Regions from separate parts of the Mus musculus genome. Here all the other regions are linked to region 4. A link is a contact called in public HiCAR-type, HiChIP or PLAC-seq and promoter capture Hi-C data. All regions are on one chromosome and are shown on one strand. The core of a region is the stretch at or near the end of the contact, and the rest is flanking DNA. Distances in the headings are between cores, read along the strand shown. Region 1 has its middle 110 kb from the start of Cxcr4. Region 2 has its middle 77 kb from the start of Cxcr4. Region 3 has its middle 50 kb from the start of Cxcr4. Region 4 holds the start of Mcm6 (minichromosome maintenance complex component 6).

Region 1 (3,544 bases), core at 505-3,004, 350 kb before region 4:
AGAAACAAGGGGGAGTTGGGATTTTTATTGGCTTTTACTTGTTTTAAGTCATAACACAAAACAATATTGTGTCTCAGTGGGTGGTGTGGGCCCTTGCTTTGGGCTGAGGACTGTAATGGGTTGAGCTCATTCAAGCGAGGTGTTGAGTATACATGTCTCTCATCTGCTCGGAGAGGTAGATTTATGTGACGGGACGAAAGCATGCCTTCTCTCTTTCTTCATCACCCAGTGGAAGATGGATGAAGAGAGAATCCAGAGATAAAGGGATTTATCTCACTCTTGGACCAGGTTTAGCTGAAACACTGAAGGCTCAGTCTGAGGTCTCTCAATCTGAGGGCAAAGGAGAGGGAAGAGAGTGTAGCCTCCAACTTCTCTGGCTCTGGAGAGCCTAGCAATGGATGGTTCCCCGAGGAACCAAACTCCTGAGAGGTGACACCATGGAGCTCACCCTCTGGATACTTCCATTTCTCCAGGCCATCCTGCCCATCAAAGGCATCGTGAAGAAAAGGAGCAAGATGTTGGTCTCCAGGGCCTGCTTTGATGTTTCTAGATGTTCTCCCCAAAGCTGCTGCCATTTTAAAATAAACACATATCCCTCCCTTGCTCTGGCCTTCATTATCTTAGAAAACGCTCTGGGTCTGCCCTCAACTATCACCACAAAAGGAACAAGGTAAAAGGCTAGGAGACAGTCATATCAGCAAAGTGTTGGCTTTACAAGCATGCAGACCTCAGGGCAATCCCCAGAACCCACATGAAAATACCCAGGGGTGCTGGTACCTGCTTATCATCTAAACACTGAGGAGGGAGAGACAGGAAAATCTCCAGCCTAGTCTACTTGCTGAGCTCCAGGTCAGTGAGAGAACTTGTCTCAAAGGAGACGGACCCTGTTCCTGACCCAAAGTTGTCCTCTGGCCTGCAAACACACACACACACACACACACACACACACACACACACACACACACAAATAGGGAGGGACGGGGAGGAAGGGAAGAAGAGAGGGAGGAAAGAAAGAAGGAAAGAAGGGGAGGAGGAAAGGAGGGAGAGAAGAAGGAGAGGAACAAAAGAAAGAACAAGAAATAAAGTAAGCGTGTCCCAGCTCAAGACAGCTAAGTTTCTCTCCTTGGAGGACAAGCTATCCAGGCCAAGCTCACCACCATCCTGTTCCTGAGACGATGAGGCCTTGTCTCTTTTGATGTCAACCTGTTCTATGTAAGGGAAGGCTGAATGAAGCAAAACTTTAGAGAGAAAATAGTCCTCTTTCTTTGTTGAATAAAGCAAACATGAACTTAGCTACTTTACACTAGCAGGCCTGATGTACTACTGAATTGAATCTGACCACTCTGAAGTGGAAAGAAAAGAATGGGGACAACACACACACACACACACACACACACACACACACACACACACACACACACACACATACACACACACACACCAGAGTCTGGAAAAGGAGGCAGGTACAATGTTGACGACTGGCTGAGTCCCTCGTGCCTGCATCCACCTGGTCCTGAGAAGCAGGTCCAAGGAACCAAGAGTTCTTGTTCCCAAGAACACAGAAGCACTCCTGCAGTGTTAGTTGGGGAGTGGGGAGGATGGTAACTAAGAGTCCTCCTCTATACACACCAGGGGAGAAAGTCCCAGTGTCTGAAAAACAAACACTTATAAATAGGGAAGTGTCTGGGGCTGAGAAAAGCAGCAGACACCTGACAGCTTTCATTACGCAAATCACAATTAGTCCTCCAAAGCAAGTGACTAAAGTCTGCATCAGTAGGAAGAAGTTGACCCCGGGGTTTCTACAGTCTGATGACTAGAGTCGGAGGCTTTCAAAACAGGAAGCACCAGATATAATATCAAATGACCCAGACAGTAAAAAGCAAGGCAGAAAAAAAGATTCTAAATTGGAAGACAGGAAGTCACAATCATGCCACCAACAATGTAGATATTTCTCTGAGATATGCTTGGCTAGATGCCCTGGCACAGCCAGATGTAGGAGTGTAACCAAAACAGAGAAGAGTGACTGAGGCCAGATCCTCAGAAATGGTCAAGATAGTACCATTCTTGATACTCCCACCCCTGAAATATCAGATGTTATGTTTCTAGGATCTAAGAGCAGCCTGTACAGGCAGAAGGCTGGATGCTACTGTCGATCAGCCCTGGATCTATGCTGCTACAACAACCAAAAATAAAAACCAACCCTCCAGCCACCTCCTTGCTCAGATGCTCCCTTCTCCCAGAGTCCTGCCTCTCCTCCACTCTCACTCTCCACCCAGCTGGTCCAAGGGATTCCTGAAGTTAACAGAGAGCTTCCCTACTTTTGGTCAATGACTGATGGGGGTCGCCATCTTTGAACTCCTGAACATGAGTCCTGGGGTTCCCACTATAAGGATGCTAAGTTGTCTCTACTGGAATTTCAAATTCCATGATTTACACCTGTGGGATGCAGTTGCTATGTAGCTCCCACCTGCTAGAGAATGAAAACCCACACAAAGGAAAGCCACATGGTTCCTACAGAGCAGAAAGAAGAGCTTATCTCATATGATGCAATTATACCCTTGGGTCCAACCTGACAGACACCAAACCATGCTCTTGAGCTGCTGAGAGCAATGATGCCTCCTGCTCCTTCAGCTGAGAGTGTGTCTCTTGCAATACAAGTTGTTGAAATTTAGTAAACAAAGGGGCAAGTCTCCAGTCTCTATGAGGCATTCAGGAGGCCTTTGCTGTTGTTACATTGTCCCGGGAGCAGCCTACTGCTGCCGTCACTCTGAAACCTTAACACAAGCTCCCTATCCCTCTGGATCTTTCCTCCTCTGGAATGCAGAGTTCAACCAAGAGGGTTAGCACGCTAGCAAGTACTAAGATTATGACCTCAACTCCTAACCATCTCCTGAAATGTTTCAAAGACCCAAAGCAGTGCTCAGGATACACCCGACCTTCCATTCCAACAGGTGCTTCCAGCAATGTTACAAAATACAAACAGGAAAGTGTAAGTTATCTGGAAAGTTGTGGCTCAGGAAAACTCTACCACTGAAGTGTCTCTCCGAGTCCAGATGTTCAAAAGTTACCAGAGATGTGAGGGCACTGCCCTTTCTTCCTGAGCAAGACTTCTGTGGCCCCTGAATGGCCATAGAGAGATCATGCAAAAGCAGTCACCAAGAACATAAAATAATAATAATAATAAATATAAAGTGAGATCTGGGAAGATGCTCTGTGGACAAAGCATTTGCTATGCAAGCATGTGGATGTGAGGACAAAACCACAGGTCCCCCACAAAACCCAGGTGAGATGATGTGTGTTTGCAAGCCCAGGGTTTCCATGGCAAGATGGGAGATGAAAACAAGATAACCCCAGGTCAGAAGTCAGTTAGCCCGATGAATGAAGCAGTGAACAAGAGACCCTATTTAAACAAGATGGAGGGTAAAGAGGTACTGGAGACTCTCTTCTGATTTGTATTCACACAAACAATACCATACACACACACACACATACACATACACACACATACACATACAGACATCCACACCATACCCCCATATACACA
Region 2 (3,209 bases), core at 256-2,755, 310 kb before region 4:
GTATTTACCCAGTCAGCATTTCTGTGGTGCCGTGGGGCTGATGAAGGATTTCAGAGTGGTTCTTTCCACACCCTGACTTTACAAAGTGAGGAAGGTGGGCTGACCTTGAGCAAGTCACACTTCTTCCTCCATAAGACCAGACAGCCTTTACGTCTTAGGTATAAAGAAAAGGTTGGAAGATTCTTCTGTCTAATCCTAAAGTCCCTGGTTCTACTTCAGAACAGAATGGAAAATGAAATGAGTGATTTTGCAGAACTGGCTGTGATCCGCTAAATTCAAACTAACCCTCAGAGGCTATCAGGATGACTCAGTGGCTGAGAGGGCTTGCTGCAGACGCATAAGAAGGGACCTCAAATTTTGCTCTGTATCACCCAGAGTCACCTCTTGTTGATGCTAACAAAAAGCCCAGAAGAAGGTTGGGTAGGTTTGCGGGGTTTTTTTTGTTTTATTTGTTTTTTGTTTTCCCAGGTTAGTCCCAGACTCACTCTGCAGCTGATGATGGATGGTCTTCAAGTTCTGATCCACCTGCTTCCATCTCCCAGGGGCAGGGTTATCATGTGGGCTACTACAGTCAGTTCATGTGCTAGGGACAGAAGTCAAGGCTTTGTGAATGCTAGGCACATGTCTGCCAACGAAGACACATCCCCGGACCCAGAAGAGGCCTTGGCATGGTAAATATCCAAGCTAAAGCCCCCTCAACAGTTCATAGGTGCAGAGGGTAAGATGAAAGACTGACAATTTTCGACCTGTCACTCTGTCCTTGTAAGAGTGGCCTGGTATTGGTGCCGCAGTCTGTACAAGCTTTCCCCTTTCCTGTGCTTCAGAAAAACCTTTAGCTTCTTCACAGGACACCAAGGTTGTGTGAGTAGTTTACCTCCATGGCTGTTGGAGACATCTTGCAGGCAGACTCGTGTGTATCATGAATCTCAAAGCAGTGAACCAGAGAAACAGCCAGGCAGTGGGGGAAAAAGAAAACAAAACGAACAAACAAAGAGGGAAGCCGAACTTAGATCAGGAGGATCAGTGGAGACAGACACTATATGCCCTTGGATAAATCCCTTAATATCGCTGGCTTTCAACTACTCCTCTGTGACTGTAACAAGGGGCAGTAGAATGTGATCTCCAAGAACTTAAGGTCAGATAATATGGTTCCCGACTCCCACCTCCTTCCCCCAAACCCCCTTGTGTCCTGGCCAGCTCCTAGAAGGGCCACTCTGAAGAAAATATCTGCTTTCTCCGATCCTTTCCCTGACTCTGCCTGCTGCTCAAAAGAGAGCCAGCTCTGACTGGGATTCACACCCTGCCACTTTCTCCCTCTGCTCATTTGAATTGATGAGTCTGGGACAGCCAGTCAGCAATGTTCCAGTAATTGACAGTTGGCTTTATTGAAAGTGAACACCCGGGCTTTCCATTCATATCAGTCTGGGTCCTTGGATCCACTTGACTGAACACTCGGAAGTGGACACCTGCCCTCCCAGCATCCCTGGATGCCCCCACAATCCACTGAGCCAGCTCCAGCTACTACCAGCCAGCCTGTTTAAATGAGGCCTGCTGGGAGCCCAGCATGGCCACTGTAGTGAGGCTGCTTGTCTGTGCTTGAGGTTGCTTGCACAGGAGAATTCTCACTTTCCACCAGGCCTGTCTGGGCTGCTCTTAGGGAGAACTGGAAAGATTGTACTGCCTCTAAGAGTTTTTCCCTGCAGGGATCAGAGCACCAGTGCAGGCCTATTCCATCCCAGACTTCATTCTTGCCCTGTTCCAGACCTGATTCTGGGATGCTTAGCTTCTCCACTTGGGGGGCCTGCCTGGGCCTCAGGCTTCCCCAAGGAAGGCATACAGAAGCCATCTTCATAAGATTTCATTGCAGCAGACAAACCTTGCTTATCTTCTGGGCTGTGGTGTTTAATATTGTCAACTTGACAGAATCCAGAACTACCTTGAAGATAAGACTCTGGGCACTCTGTGAGGGGGTGTTCTAGATTAAGTTAACTGCGATGGAAAGACCCAGACTAAATGTGGGCAGTACCAATCTATGTGGCTGCTGTCCTGGACTGAATACAGAGGCAAGGGACTAGGATGATGGCTCATTGGGAAAAGGGCTTGCCACCCGCGCATAAAGAAACTCGTTTACACCCTCAGCGCCCCTGTAAAAGCTGCAGTGTGGTTGAGCGCATCTCTCCCACTTGGAGAACAGAGGTTCATTGGCCAGCCAGGCTAACAGAAGCTGGAGCTTCAGGTTCAGTGCAGAAAAGACCTGCCTCAAAAAGTAAAGGCAGAGAGCAAATGGGAAGACACCTGACATCGCCTGGAGCCTACATTGTCACATGCATGCATGTGTAAACCACATACACATTACAGAGTGAGGAGGGTGAAGGGACCACCAGAGATGAGCACAGAATTTTCTCTCTCCTCTTGACTGGGGACGCCATGTGGCCAGCTGCTCGCTCCTGCGACTGAGATTTCCTTCCCAGTGTGAGCTAAAGAAAGCCTTCCTTTTCAAAGGTACTGTTATCAGATATTTGATCACAGCCACTGGACAGGTCGCTGATACAAGGGTTTAAGCCCCAATGTCATAGTCCCTGGCTACAGAACCCCAGAGCCATTCAGACCCTCTATTTCAACTGTAGCTGGGAATAATAGTACTGCCAGCCTCATCAGGTTGTACAAGATTAAATGAATTTATACTTGTTAAGTACTTAGAACAGGGTCAGGTACACGGCAAACGCCCAATAAATCTCAGACATTACTGTTGCCATTAATTTGGCCAAAGAACAAATGTGCAAAGTACCAGGAAAGAGACTATTTAAGTTCATCATTGAAAAGCTGTTGTCTGACCTAAGTGTTAAAATGTTCCTTGCCAGCAAGATGGAATCACTTAACTGTGACACTGGGTACTAATGGTCAGAATGTAATTGCTCGTGAAATTTTACAATTTTAAGATGAAAATTGGAACTTGGGGAATAGCTTAGCAATTGAAATGCCTGCTGCAGAAATGTGAGGACCAGAGTTTGGAGCCCCAGAAACCCATGGAAATGCCAGGTGAGCATGGCAGCCAACCTACAATTCCTGACTAGGAAGGTGGAGAAGGGGAGCAGAACCCAGAGCGAGCTGGCTAGGAAAGCTGGCCACACTGGCAAGTACTGGCTTTGTTTGAGAGGTCCTGCCCCATGCCTAAGGTGGAAGAGCCACCAAGAATGATTCTCTGACAT
Region 3 (3,434 bases), core at 549-3,048, 280 kb before region 4:
GATTGAACCTAGGGCCTTGTGCATGCTAGGTAAGCTCTTTACCAACTGGGCTGCATCTCCAACCCTTGGCTTAGCTTCTTACAGTCCTACCTAGCAGTGACCTGGCAGGTCCCTGTAGATTACCATTACCAAGAGGTAGTGCAGGACCCTTTAAGGGAGGCTTTTAGATGTCCGGGTGTCTGCTTTCACGGAGCCTGACAATCCTAAAAGAGTACCAAGTGTTCTTAACACCACACAACAGGTTTTATACCCCAAACAGAAGCAGATCAGAAAGACAGACGTTGGGGCAATGTTCTGATTGCAAATCCTTCCAGATAACATCTTCAGATAATACAGAGGTAAGCAACTCTGCTTGCAATCTGCTGAAATAACTATTGCTGGGGATCCTGGGGTCATAGAGAAGACAGACTCTCCACTGACCAGCGAACTCACAAGGCTGACTGGCTGCAGGGACTTCCCAGCTAAGCCTTGCAGCCTTCCTGTGACACTCACTGTTACACGGGGCAGCTCCTCAGCAAAGGAATCTCTCTCTGGACTCCAGCTCCTGTTGAAACCATTGTCAGCTGCTATCGGTGCCTCTCTTTCATGTCACCTATTCATGCAAACATGCCGGGCCCCCTTTCCCCAGGCTCTGGGATGATTTACCATTTATGAACTGTTCTCTCTTTAAACAGTCTGTGCAAATGCCAAGTTAGGCATTTGAAGTTCATGACCCTTTCTTCCTCTTCAAGTTCCCAGCTCTCCCTCCCTCACTCCCTCCCTCACAACATGCTGAGCTGCAGGCCAGGAAAACCCCCCTGAGAACTGAAAACCTTTCCCCGTTTTCCTCCTTCCAAACAAGGCAAGTCTGTTAGAACAAGTCAATGTAAGCCCTTGGCTCCTCTTCTGCTCCCCTCCTTTCCCTTATTAAAGAAACAACGAGGCGAGCCATCCAGGAGATGCCTGTGTGGACAGTGATCTTCAACAATAAATCACTTCCCAGCTCGGTGACTTTTAAGGGTCAGGGAAACCATATGGCCTGTGCCTCTGACTCCAGGTCAGATTCAGCTAAGTGATGCTCATATTAAAAATCTGGTATGGAGAGACAGTAAAGGCAATAAAGGCTGGCCTTGCACGTATTGAAGACCCACGTTCCATCCCCAGAACCGTGCAAATGGCAAGCACCATAGGGCACACTCGAAATCCCAGAGCTGACTGCACAGACAGGTAGATTCAAGGGGCAGGCAGTCAGTCTAGGCTACTTAGCTAGTTCCAAGACACTGAGAAAAGCCATCCGAGGAAAACAAACAAGATGCAAGGCTCCTGAGGAAGGACACTTGAACTTGAGGTTGTCCTCTGACCTCTACCTGCATACTTGTGGACATACACAGGTATTCTCTCTCTCTCTCTCTCTCTCTCTCTCTCTCTCTCTCTCTCTCTCTCTCTCTCAGAGAGAGACTGTGGCACACCCCTTGCACATACTTTAATTCCTTTGTACCCCTAATACATGCTTTTCACGCTCTGATCTGGGCTGCCTTCCCACCTTGCTCTGTGGCCACCCCATCCCAGTGTATTTGTTCTGGACTTTGGACAGTCATCTTTGGTCCTTTCTCTGTTGGCATGGTGGGCATAACCCAGTACAGGGATGTTTCTCCAAGAAGTGCTACCCTGATGGCGAGAGTTCATCTTTGTCTCCCTCTTCCTCATCTTGGCAACAGGAATTATGTAATTCACTTTACCTCTTCTGCAAAGTTACCAAATCAGGCAAAGGGTAGCCTCGGCCAGAGAGTCCTCTTGCATTGCTCCTACTTCTCCACTGTAGGGGACTCACAGCTACCCATTGCAACACAGCACTAATTACAGAATCACCCTCCTGCCTGCTGCTGTTCATATCTGCAATTGCTCACACAGGGAGTACTGGCCCCCAAGAAGACAGCAGTCAGGGATAGTGAGAGGACCCAGGATGCTCAGGAAGACAGAATGAGCCAGGTCTGACCAGACTGTCAGGTGAAGAAGAAAGCTAGAATTAGTTTAACTGGGATTTAATTTGCAACATCTTCACACTGAGACCAGGTGTGGAGAAGGAAGATTGAAATCTCCATAATAGGTGGCAGCTGAGGCCCAGGGTGATTACCGTCTTAGCTTTAACTGGCAACCTAACACAGTCTACAGTCACCTGAAAAGGGAGTCTCAGTGGATGGATTGCCCAGATTGACCGTGGCCATGTCTGTGAGGGACTGCCTTGAGAGCTGATGCAGAAGGGCCCAGCCCACTCTGGGGAACACTCTTTGCTGAGTGGTCTTTGGTCCATATAATAGTGCTAGCATGACCTTGGGTAAACCAGAAAGTGTCAGCCCTCCATTGCTTGAGTGCCTGCCCTGCCTTCCCTCAATGATGGTCTGTGAAAAGCCAAAAGAAATCCTTTTTTCCCTAAGTTGCTTTTGGTCAGAGTGTTTTATCACAGCAACAGTGATGATACTTGAACACACACACACATGCACACACGCACACACGCACACACACATATGTATATGAAAAACAGAAGGTAATTTCCTTCTTTAGTTGTGGGTGGGTTCTATCTCCAAGATAATTAATATGTGTGTATAAGTATTTTTTAAAAATCCAAAATTTGAACTGCTTTTCTTAGAAGACTGTCAAGAGTCTGAGATTTGGGGCTCAAGAGTTGGTTGGGGTGCTTGTCTAACATATATGAAGCCCTGAATTTGACCTTCAGCACTACACAGACCAGGTGTAGGGTGCACGTTGGTAATCCCAGGACTCAGGAGTCAGAGGAGGGCCATGTGAAACGTTGTCTCAAAAAAAAAAAAGTGCTGGTTTTACAGACAAGGAAACTGAGGCAGAGAGTTACGTTTCAAGAAGGAACAAACCATATACCCTGCTTACTGTTGCTCATAGCACTGCCCTGTGGTATAGTAGGCAATACCGAGGTGGACAATTTAAATACTCTAGTCACGTGATATTTAATTGACTCTCAGTAAAGGCCAGGTTGGGGATCTGGCTCAGTTAGTAGAATACTTTCCTACTATGTGCAGAGTAAAAGCTTGATTCCCAGAACTGCAAAAACCAGGTGTAGCAGTAGCACAGCACTGCAGAAATGGCGGCAGGAGGATCAGAAGTTCAAAGTTGGCCTCAGCTACACAGGCTCAAGACCACACTTACATAACAATCAATGTGGGATAGACCAACTAGCTTATCTATTTTGTTCAATCCGATCTCTAGTCTCCAGCACAGTTTGACATTAGTTGAGTAAACTAATCTTATAGCTACACAATAATCAATTTTAAGATATTTAATATGTAGCATCAGCCTGCTTAGCACTACTTACACAAAAAAGGTTTTGTGTGTGTGTGTATGTATGTGTGTGTTCAAAGTGACATATCAACCAGAACTCTTCCCACTGACAGAAACTGGAGTTAAACCAGCTTAAGATAAAA
Region 4 (3,481 bases), core at 7-2,506:
GCCTGTCCTCACTCTCACTGGCAAGTCCATCTATCATCCTGCTGCTGAGGCAGCAATTAATGTATTAGAACCTGTTTCTTCAGGACTCCCAACATTTAATGAAAACCTGCTAAGACATCCAGCCTTGTGGGCTGAACCACCATCTGCTTGGCGTTTTTATTGGAAGACAGCCACTGTTGAGCTAGCCAGACAACAGCCTGTATGCTAAACTTAGTAAATCCTGTGTGTGTGTCTTTATCAGTTTTGTTTCTCTAGAAAGCCCCAGGATTCTCACTCAGTGAAGGCTACATTTGGAGTTGGCAAAGGAGGGAGGGATTTGAGGCTTCAAGTCTTCAACACCTTCAATTGCAGATCTCTATAGTATATTTCCTAATAGATTATAAAAGTATTAATTTTATATACTCTGCCTGGCATTAAATTTTTAACATCCAGTAAGCCTCGAAAAAGTGACTTATTTATTCTGGTCCAGGTTTACTGTGTCCTGGAAGCCCAGGATAAAAGTGCTGGTGGTGAAACAAGTTATCAGCACTAAGCTATCAAAGTCGAGGAGGGACTGGCAATGTGGATCATTTACTAGCAAGGTAGTCCTTGTTCTACACTCAGAAGGCTTTAGGTTCAGTCCCAGCACCACGTGAACCCAGAATTCAAGGCCAGCCTGGGCTATGTGAGACCCTCTCAGTTTAAAAAAGAAAAGAAAGTCAAATGGTATGCAGATTGTCAGAATATATCTATCTCTGTCTTTTTAAGTGTATGTGTATGCACATGTGTTCTTAGAAGTCAGAAGAGGGTATCAAAGTCGCTAAGCTGGAGTTAAAGGTGGTGACTGTCTCATGTAGCTGCTAAGAAACAAGCTTGGGTCCGCTGCGGAATGAGTTACTCTCTAAGCCTTTGCTCCTGTCCTCCACCTGACTTTTAAGGGGCTCTCTCCTGTAGTTTGGTTTGCTCATACCTTACTTCCTCCAGATGCACAATTCACAGTAGGTTTAACCCTGAGTGACCAAAAACAAAACAAAAAAACCCAAAAAAGTCTATACATAAACTCTGGGGGTAAAGGGAGAGAGGGAGGGGTTAGCTCCTCAAGCCAAAACAACCAGAGGGTGGGTGCGACTACATTGCGCATGGGCAAAAGCTTCATGGCGTATGCTTTTGGCGCGAAAAGTGCGTGCGGTGGGCGGGGCTCTGTACGGAACCGCCATTGATTGGACGGGTTTGGCGCGAAGTAGCTCAGCTCCTACCCTGTTATTGGCTGAGGTGAGAGGGCGGGGCTAGCCGGAGGCGCGCGCGAAGTGGCAGCGCGGAAGGAGCTACGCGTGGAACCTGCGGCCGGGCTATCTGCAGCTGCGGACTCTCCTCCGCGGTGGTCTTCCCTCAGCAGCGCGTACTCTCGGCGCCGCCATGGACCTCGCAGCGGCCGCGGAGCCCGGCGCCGGAAGCCAGCACCCGGAGGTGCGCGACGAGGTGGCCGAGAAATGCCAGAAGCTGTTCCTAGACTTCCTGGAAGAGTGAGTGGCCTCCGGGGGCTCGCGGGCCGGGCGGAGACCGGGGCCATGTGTGCTCCGGAAGGGATGGGCCCCGGCCCGGCGGGAATCCGAAGCCTCCTCGACTCCTTTCTTCACCGCAGCGCTCCCTTGTGTCATACTGTGCTGCTTTTTCATTACGTTTCTAAAACAGGGTTTCGAACTCGCTGTGTAGCCAAAGATGATTTTGAACTTGTAATCCTCCAGCCTCCGCTTAGCTTGTGCTGGAATGACAGATGTGCACCGCCATGACTAGTTGGGGCGATGCTGGGAATGAATCCCAGCAGGACTCACGTCGCAACCCAGTGAGGCCAGAGTTTGGTTTTTTGGGAGGTGGGGGGGGGGGGGGGGGGCGTTACCTCTTGAGTAGGGTTGGGCACACAGCCCAGAACCAGGAGCTTGCAATGCAAGCAAACCTGGGCCAGCTCGTTCTAACAGGAATCTATGGCTTGATGACTGTTCAGTGAAATGAGTTCTGCCCTATATAATGAAAGAATTGTTCTAGACATCTAGCTGCCTCCTTCCCATCCCTCCCTCCGCTTCTAGCACCTAGCAGCAACCACATACCAGTGTGCTCCTTACTCTTCCGCCTCCAATAGTAAACAATTCTTTTCTTTTTCTTTTTAAAGATTATGTCAGTATATAACAAAAACTTAAGAGTTTTGACCTTTTGGGAGTGTACAACAAGCATCTTGAGGTGCATTCAACTTGTACAATGATCCCTGTTTGAAACTCTTCCAACTCTACCTACTAAATAGTTAGAGCCTCTCTAACTCTCCTAGCCTCCTGACACCTGCCACACTTCTAACATTGAACTGGATCACTATAGGTGCCTCCGATAAGTGTGTGTGGCTAATTTTGCTAGACATGCAGCTTATTGTAATCAAGGGTTTGCCTTTTAAGGCAGAATAAAATGACATGGCACGCGTATACTGGTTACCACATATTGCTGATCTAGTCGTCCTTTTGGCTCTACAGCTATCTTTTGAAGTTCTGCTATACTTAAAACTGTAAGCAGGCCAGTGTTGGGCACAAGCCAGCGGTAGACGGATCCTATGAGTTCAAGGCCAGCCTGGTCTACAAAGTGAGTTCCAGGACAGAGCTCAGGGCTACATAGAAAGTCTGGTGCTGAAAAACAAAACAAACAAAAATAACCCTCTGGAATTTAAATTCTATGTTCCAACCTTTGTAATGTTTTTGGCAGTCGGTACAGCTGCTTGTCCTTCAAAACCCAAGTCTCCTTTTGATTAAAGTCTGTGTAAACCAGCAGTTCTCAACATGTAGATCAGGATCCCTTGGGGCACATACCAGATCCATATGCACAGTATGGTCCATAACAGCAAAATTAGTTATGAAGTAGCAATGAGATGGTTTTATGGTTGGGGTCATCACACATGAGGAACTGTATTAAAGGGTCTCAGCGTTAAGGTCGAGAACCACTACTTTAGACCATTCAGGCAACAAGCAGTAGCTACTTCTTTGCCTGTGATCCCAGCAGGCCTGCTATTTTCCAGATGCCAAGGGCCTTTTCTTGGTAGCTAAGAGCTGGAGCTAAGCATAAACAGGACTTAGTTTTTAAAATAATCAACTTCCATTCACAGAGCAGCTTTGCTTTTGCTTGCAGAAGAGTCTAAATATTTCTTTTTTGTTTGTTTTTATTTTGAGACAGGGTTTCTTTGTGTAGCCCCTTCAACTCAGACATGTGCTTAACTCTGCCTCCCAAGCACTGGGGCTAAAGGTGTGCACTGTCGCCACCCAGCTATGTCTAAATTTTCTGTTAGTTTCATTTTCCATGAGTCACCACGGGTGGCTCAGCTATCTATTTTTTGCTGCTTGCTTGTTTTCTTAATAATGTTAGGGAAGGAACCCAGACAGAGCCTTACACATGGTAGACAAGCATTCCGCCCCTGAGTCTGTGTCTCCAGCATCTATCCCCTTTGTTTCTTTATTTGATAGAACTTACT

What was found. Promoter capture Hi-C pulls out the DNA fragments that hold promoters and counts their contacts. HiCAR-type assays count read pairs that join an accessible place to other places. HiChIP or PLAC-seq counts read pairs in DNA pulled down with a chosen protein or histone mark.
Region 1: a HiCAR-type map of Th17 cells shows a contact between it and region 4, with 2.5 times the contacts expected there. The contact joins the enhancer-like site here to the promoter of Mcm6 in region 4. A contact is called at or near these places in 13 of 39 promoter capture datasets (the C10 cell line, HPC-7-derived erythroid cells, cranial neural crest and 8 more), 2 of 484 Hi-C or Micro-C datasets (the HPC-7 cell line and myeloid progenitors) and 9 of 115 datasets of contacts at active chromatin or transcription factors (Th17 cells, acute myeloid leukemia, astrocytes and 5 more).
Region 2: a contact with region 4 is called in an H3K4me3 HiChIP or PLAC-seq map of the SCID.adh cell line, with 11 read pairs. The contact joins the enhancer-like site here to the promoter of Mcm6 in region 4. A contact is called at or near these places in 3 of 39 promoter capture datasets (the C10 cell line, cranial neural crest and pre-B cells), 2 of 484 Hi-C or Micro-C datasets (the AML12 cell line and the HPC-7 cell line), 7 of 115 datasets of contacts at active chromatin or transcription factors (the SCID.adh cell line, acute myeloid leukemia, bone marrow-derived macrophages and 4 more) and 1 of 9 other capture datasets (liver).
Region 3: a promoter capture Hi-C map of neutrophils shows a contact between it and region 4, with 7 times the contacts expected there. The contact joins the enhancer-like site here to the promoter of Mcm6 in region 4. A contact is called at or near these places in 5 of 39 promoter capture datasets (the C10 cell line, the HPC-7 cell line, cranial neural crest and 2 more), 2 of 484 Hi-C or Micro-C datasets (the G1E-ER4 cell line and nephron progenitors) and 4 of 115 datasets of contacts at active chromatin or transcription factors (astrocytes, bone marrow-derived macrophages, embryonic midbrain and 1 more).

The regions. Positions count from the first base shown.
Region 1 is chr1:128,703,536-128,707,079 of GRCm38.p6, reverse strand. No RefSeq gene overlaps it. Among named protein-coding and RNA genes, the nearest start is that of Cxcr4, 110 kb to the right of the region's middle. Within about 2 kb of position 1,754, at least 117 of the 459 cell types and tissues checked have an H3K27ac peak or open chromatin away from gene starts, as enhancers often do. A contact at or near this core is called in the HPC-7 cell line, Th17 cells, acute myeloid leukemia and 6 more, where this site is marked.
Region 2 is chr1:128,667,712-128,670,920 of GRCm38.p6, reverse strand. No RefSeq gene overlaps it. Among named protein-coding and RNA genes, the nearest start is that of Cxcr4, 77 kb to the right of the region's middle. Within about 2 kb of position 1,505, at least 14 of the 459 cell types and tissues checked have an H3K27ac peak or open chromatin away from gene starts, as enhancers often do. A contact at or near this core is called in the SCID.adh cell line, where this site is marked.
Region 3 is chr1:128,640,770-128,644,203 of GRCm38.p6, reverse strand. No RefSeq gene overlaps it. Among named protein-coding and RNA genes, the nearest start is that of Cxcr4, 50 kb to the right of the region's middle. Within about 2 kb of position 1,798, at least 25 of the 459 cell types and tissues checked have an H3K27ac peak or open chromatin away from gene starts, as enhancers often do. A contact at or near this core is called in neutrophils, where this site is marked.
Region 4 is chr1:128,357,480-128,360,960 of GRCm38.p6, reverse strand. It overlaps Mcm6 (minichromosome maintenance complex component 6), which reads left to right and starts at 1,256. Exons shown (of 17, transcript NM_008567.2): 1 at 1,256-1,502. The coding sequence starts at 1,396.